Regions from separate parts of the Sus scrofa genome. Here region 2 is linked to region 1. A link is a contact called in public Hi-C data. All regions are on one chromosome and are shown on one strand. Each heading gives the region's core, a stretch centred on a gene start, on an enhancer-like site or on the middle of the called end of the contact. The rest is flanking DNA. Distances are from core to core; before and after follow the strand shown.

What was found. A called contact is a pair of places that touch in the nucleus more often than the background predicts.
Region 2: a Hi-C map of skeletal muscle shows a contact between it and region 1, with 12 times the contacts expected there. The contact joins two enhancer-like sites. A contact is called at or near these places in 1 of 47 Hi-C or Micro-C datasets (skeletal muscle) and 1 of 2 datasets of contacts at active chromatin or transcription factors (skeletal muscle).

Annotation. Positions count from the first base shown.
Region 1 is chr16:50,744,812-50,747,511 of Sscrofa11.1, reverse strand. No RefSeq gene overlaps it. Among named protein-coding and RNA genes, the nearest start is that of BOD1, 12 kb to the right of the region's middle. Within about 2 kb of position 1,276, at least 5 of the 83 cell types and tissues checked have an H3K27ac peak or open chromatin away from gene starts, as enhancers often do. A contact at or near this core is called in skeletal muscle, where this site is marked.
Region 2 is chr16:51,362,418-51,365,198 of Sscrofa11.1, reverse strand. All of the region lies in intron 1 of ERGIC1 (endoplasmic reticulum-Golgi intermediate compartment protein 1), which reads left to right. Among named protein-coding and RNA genes, the nearest start is that of ERGIC1, 40 kb to the left of the region's middle. Within about 2 kb of position 1,483, at least 35 of the 83 cell types and tissues checked have an H3K27ac peak or open chromatin away from gene starts, as enhancers often do. A contact at or near this core is called in skeletal muscle, where this site is marked.

The sequences.
Region 1 (2,700 bases), core at 27-2,526:
GGTCCTCTAGCTAAAGAGATGCTTTTGAATTATGTCAAGTAACCATAAGACAAGGATCCTCTAGGGCAAGTATTTCCAATTCAAATGTCCTCGGGACCCAGCAGGGCGATGGAAATGGGTGAAGCCAGACAGTGGCATTTGCATGTCCCGCATGTTGTCAGGAATGGTGAGATGCTATCGTACTGGCCCTGGTGGTTATCCAGTGGGAATACAAAAGTGTTTCCAAACTTTGCCGTTTTCCTTTAGGAGCCAGCAATATCGTTCTATACAGAAATCTCCCCTTTTAAAAAAAGTGCTAATTAATTGAAAACAAAGCAACAGACAGCTGTCAGAACTCCTTAGCCGACAGAACACAGGTGGAGGGCACAGCAGGGCAGCCTGCCAGTTTGCAAACTGCCCTGGGACATACCCTTGAGCAGGGGAAGGGGGAGCAAAGGCTGGCCAGAGCTAAGGGCGGGCGATGAGATGTACGAGGTCAAGTACAGGTTGATTTGATTTGGGCCTACCTTCGTTTTGGAATGAAGGGTGGACCCCAGAGGACTGACAAGCTTGAACTGGTTCTTATAATAGGGAGGCCAAGGAGCAAAGCGGGGGATGGGGAGTTATGGGCTTTGACTGCTGAGAGGCTTGGCTGCAGACTTCCTTCCCTACTTAAGAGTTGCATGATGGGTAAATGCTCCACCTGAGTTTTGCCTTCCTTATCCGTCCTTAAAAGGGAGGGTAGATCTTACCTAACAGGGTCATGAGAACCGCATGAAATTGTGCATAAAATAATGTCTGCCACCTGACAGCACCTGGTTCATTTACTTCTTCCTTTCAAAGGTTTGTTGAATGAGGAAGATACTTGATGAAAGCAGTGTTTCAAGAATGATGGCCAAATGGGAGCCTGGAGGCTGGAGTCAGAAAGGCTAGCTAGGTCTCAGGCTGTGTGACCAATTTGAGAGGCTGGGTAATTACTACCACATGGCCTTGGACCTGAGCCCATCCCCAGTGACAAGACCATAAAAGCTGACCTCTTGGCTCCTCCGTGGGTAAGGTGATGGACAGGGTGCAATACACAGCGCCAAAGAAAGCCTGTCTGCTCCAGCTTTCCTGTCTGCTTCCCACCCGGTCCTCAGCAGCCTTTGGGCAGCCAAGGAGGCAGTACCTGGCCTCCAGCCAGTGCTGATCCAGACGCAATTTTCAAGTCCAAACCTCGGTGCCAGCCTTGGGCACAGCCAGGCCCTGACCTTTGCTAAGTCCCCCCAGACATCGCTCCTCTATCTTTAGTAGCCACTGGCAGCCTTCCTGCAGGGTTCCTGGCAAAATCCTGAGTTGCTTAGCAAACTCATCTTAAGAAGACGGCTTATAGCTTTTGAAAGCTTAGGAGGTGTAAACGACACGCAGACATTTCTAAGCCAAAATGGCCAAATGCACAGTCCTTGCAACGGACTAATGAGATGATTAGGAGAAATAAAAATAAAAATAAAAAATAAAAAAGAGATCATAGTCTCGCCTTCCGGAGCTATTAGAATAGACACTGATTTCATCCACTATGTAGACACTATGTTTATCCATTAACACAATCCAACTGTCATTACAGTCAGCATCGCTGACTTCCCAAAAAGGTTTCCTAAAGTGAAAATGATTTTTAGTGTGTGTCAGAATCATCTGGAAGGCTTGTTGGCCCCCTCTCCAAGTCTCTGAATCAATAGGTCTGGGGTTGGGGCTGCACATCTAATTCCAGGGTGATGCTGCTGCTGGTCGGGTGATTATGCTCAGAGAAGCCCTGCTGTAATGAACCTGCTAGTATTTATTCAGTCCACAGCACTAGTGAGTGACACAGAATGCATGGACCTCTACAGCCCCTTGGGAGTACATAGAAGCTAAGAGTAAATGGCAGAAATAGGATAAAACAGTGCCTGAAAATGTGACCTAAGAGTCACAAACTTCTGTAAGTGGAGGAAAAAAATAAGAGAGAGGAGTTCCCATTGTGGCTCAGTGGTAATGAACCTGACTGAACCCAGTATCCATGAAGACTCAGGTTCAATCCCTGGCCTTGCTCAGTGGGTTAAGGATCTGGTGCTGCCATAAGCTGCAGTGTAGATCGCAGTTGTGGCGCAGACTCTGCGTTGCTGTGGCTGTGGTGTAGGCCGGCAGCTGCAGTTCTGATTCGGCGCCTAGCCTGGGAATTTCCATATGCTGCGGGTGTGGCCCTAAAAAGAAAAAAAAAAAAAAAAAAAAGAGTTAAACCATCATGACTGGGTGGACCTCTTGGTCTGGCAACACCAGTCGAGCATTTAGACTGGTACCTGGAGACATGCTGGGAGCAACCGTCTCCAGCAGCAATTGTAGATGCTGCTCCAGGCGAAGGAAGTGGACTACGAAAGCGAGCGTGGGGTTCTTCTGTGATCGCGACTCTCAGGCTTTGATGGTTTCTAAAGATTGGTCATATTTGTTGATGTCTTACTGAGGTCAGTTCTGTGCTTCATGAGGCTTTTGCAAATGGCAGTGGTTTTTCCAACTCCAGGGAGAAGCTTTGAGGTCCAGGGCAACTAGTTTCCTGTTTAGGAATGAATATAGCCAAGTGTTTAGGGGTGAGATATTTTTGGTGGCCTGATCTTCCTCAGGGAAATTCTTTACCTCAGAACACACAAGATTTTTCTAGGTTCTGCCTGCCTAATCCAATACCCAAGCCTGAGGACTCCGTCAAGAATGCAG
Region 2 (2,781 bases), core at 234-2,733, 620 kb before region 1:
TCTTACGCTTTATCGCCTGAGCCTGGTATATGTCTCTTCATGGCACTGACCTGTATTAGGTCATTTATTTCTTGTCTCCTGCACTGGGATGTAAGCCAGGTAAAGGTGTTCCTAGCACCTAGAACAGTGCCCAGTCCATGGTGGCCACTCTGTAATGACAGAGAGAATGAGTGAGCTGGCTGAGGAGGAGAAAGCGGGGTGCTGCAGCCAGAGGCACACTGCATGCAGAGGCCCAGAATCTGGGGCAGAGGAGGCCTTTCTAGAACAGAAAGTGTTGCTAGGGTCCTGGGGTAGGTGGGGTGAAGGGGCAGATAATAAAGAGATGGACTGGGGAGCCCAAAACAGGTCTCCTAAAACCCTGTTTTTATTTTGCTGTTTATAACCTATTTATTATAGAACAACTGAAAGTACCAAGATGTGACCAAAAGAAACTGGTCACCAACCGATTCTCCCTGGGGCCAACAAGGAAAATCCTTTGATTCCTTTCCGGGTGCCTTTTCACGTGGGCCTCTGTGAACATCTCACCTTGTAACTGCGGAGCCAGACCTGGTTTCCTAAAGCACAGAGCTGCTCCTGGGCGCGCGAGGTGCAGTAACTTTGAGTCCAGGCAGATGAGGGCATCGACCCCAGCTTTGCCACCTGCTGCTCGAGTGACCTCCGGCTTCCAGAGCCACGATCTTTGGCCAGAGCTGTCACTTTGCCTGAGACACATTTCCACCCCTTTTCCCAGCTGCTTTTCTGCTCATCTTCCTGCACTCAGGGTCTCAGCCCCAGATTCACCCTCTCTGCACTGTCTTTGCTGAGCCTCGGTTCCTTTTCCTGTAAAAACGGGAGTCAGTCTCATTTTGCCATCTTGAGCGGTTTTGAGAATTTGATGAAATGACGTGAGTTCACAGGCTGGCTGGTGGGAGGTGCTTCGTCAGTGCTGTCCCTGCCTTCCCCACGACACCGGCTCCACCTCCAGCTTTTGCCCTGTTTTTCTTCCCTGACCTGCAAATCTCTGACAGTCTTTATAAAAATTTTTTTTTTTAATTAAAGTGTAGTTGATTGACAATGTTCTATCAATTTCTGCTGTGCGGGAAAGTGACCCAGTCTTAATCCAGTCCTAGGCTTCTACTCTCGCCCTTTGCAGGAACTCAGCCTTGACGTCTCCAGGGGGCTGAGGATGTGGGGGGGGGGGTGTCTCAGGGCACAGAGTAAAACTGAATCCCGCGGGCAGGTGGAGGGCAAAGGACACTTGGGGTTCCTCACAGGGGGCCTTTTCCATGAGGATCTTTCCCCCCAGCTGTCTTTCCCCCCTGTTCTCTCCTCCTAAACTTAAAAATACCGGCACCAATCATTTCTTCCTTTTAAATCTCTGTGGAAGGCCGTGCCCTGGCGGGGAGCCACGGAGATGAGAATCCAGTCCCCGGAATAGCTCCTGCCACTGAGCATTTAAATGCCGTCTGTATTTTTATCCGATGATGGGTCACTTCTGAAAAACCCCGCTCGCGTCCTGCCCCTCTCTAAGAATACATTTCCATTTATAGCGTCTGCGCTGGGGATGTTGTGTCCCGGTGTGGGGCCGGCCACCGCGTCCTGTTTCCAGTGATTTGGAAACACGTCGGGGGCCCTGGCTGTGCCCTGGCCCTTGCTCCCTGTGGCCTTGACGACTGGGAAGCCTGACTCCCAGCCAAGCACCCGGCTGCCTGCCGGCCTTGGGCTGCGACACCAGGCCTTTTCCTGTTTCTGTGGGACCATGAGCTCATCAGGCTCTTGCAGGGCGGGGGAGCCCGGGGGGCTGAGGGTCCCTCCCAGGGCCTCAGTGGCACTGCATCACGGTTCTGTAGCTCCACGGGACCCCTACTCCTCCTCCTCTCACTCAGTAAGTGCCCCCAGCCCACTGAAGGTGCTGGGCTGTGCACGGGTGAGAGAGGGCAGCAGGGACAGTCAGGCTCCCCCGGGGCCAGTGTGGCACTTTGGGGAGGGCGCAGAGGGTCAGTGTGCAGCCTCCAGGGGAAGCTGACCCAGGTTCCAATCCTGACCCTGCTCTTGTTGGCTGTGTGAGCTTAGGCAAGTGGCTAAGCCTCCTTGAGTCTTGGTTTCCACATTTTTTTTTTTTTCTTTTTAGGGCCGCACCTGCAGCATATGGAAGTTCCCAGAATTCCCAGGCTAGGGGTCGAATCGGAGCTGCAGCTGCTGGCCTCTATACCACAGTCACGGCAATGCCAGATCCAAGCTGCAGCTGCCGGCCTCTATACCACAGTCACGGCAATGCCAGATCTAAGCTGTGTCTGTGACCTGCACCACAGGTCACGGCAACGCCAGATCTCCAAGTCACTGGTCGAGGCCAGGAATGGAACCCGCATCCTCATGGCTACTGGTCAGGCTTGTTACTGCTGAGCCACACCGGATGCTTCCAGTTTCCACATTTGTTGATGGCCCCTTGTGGGTGATGGGGAGAGGGATTGAGTGGGATAGAGTAGGTCAAGGGTCCTAAGTCATACTTGGCCAATAGGATCAGAGCCCTGGAAGTGTCCTTGCCTGTCCCTCTGTTGACCTGTGGTAACTCAGGTGGGTGCAAGCGGAAAGTCTTAGGAAACAAATTTGAAGTTGGAAGTAAACGCGTGACTTACACTTTAGCAGTCCGTGCCTGCCCTGTCATTTCCTGAACTGCACTTTTTTTGGCCATGCAGATTTCTGCCCTCCCCACCCCCATGCTGGGTTTAGTTCATTCTGCCGTGGGCCCCTGGAATCTGCAAATTTAACCAGCTTCCTGGCAGATTCGGAGGCAGTGGTTCA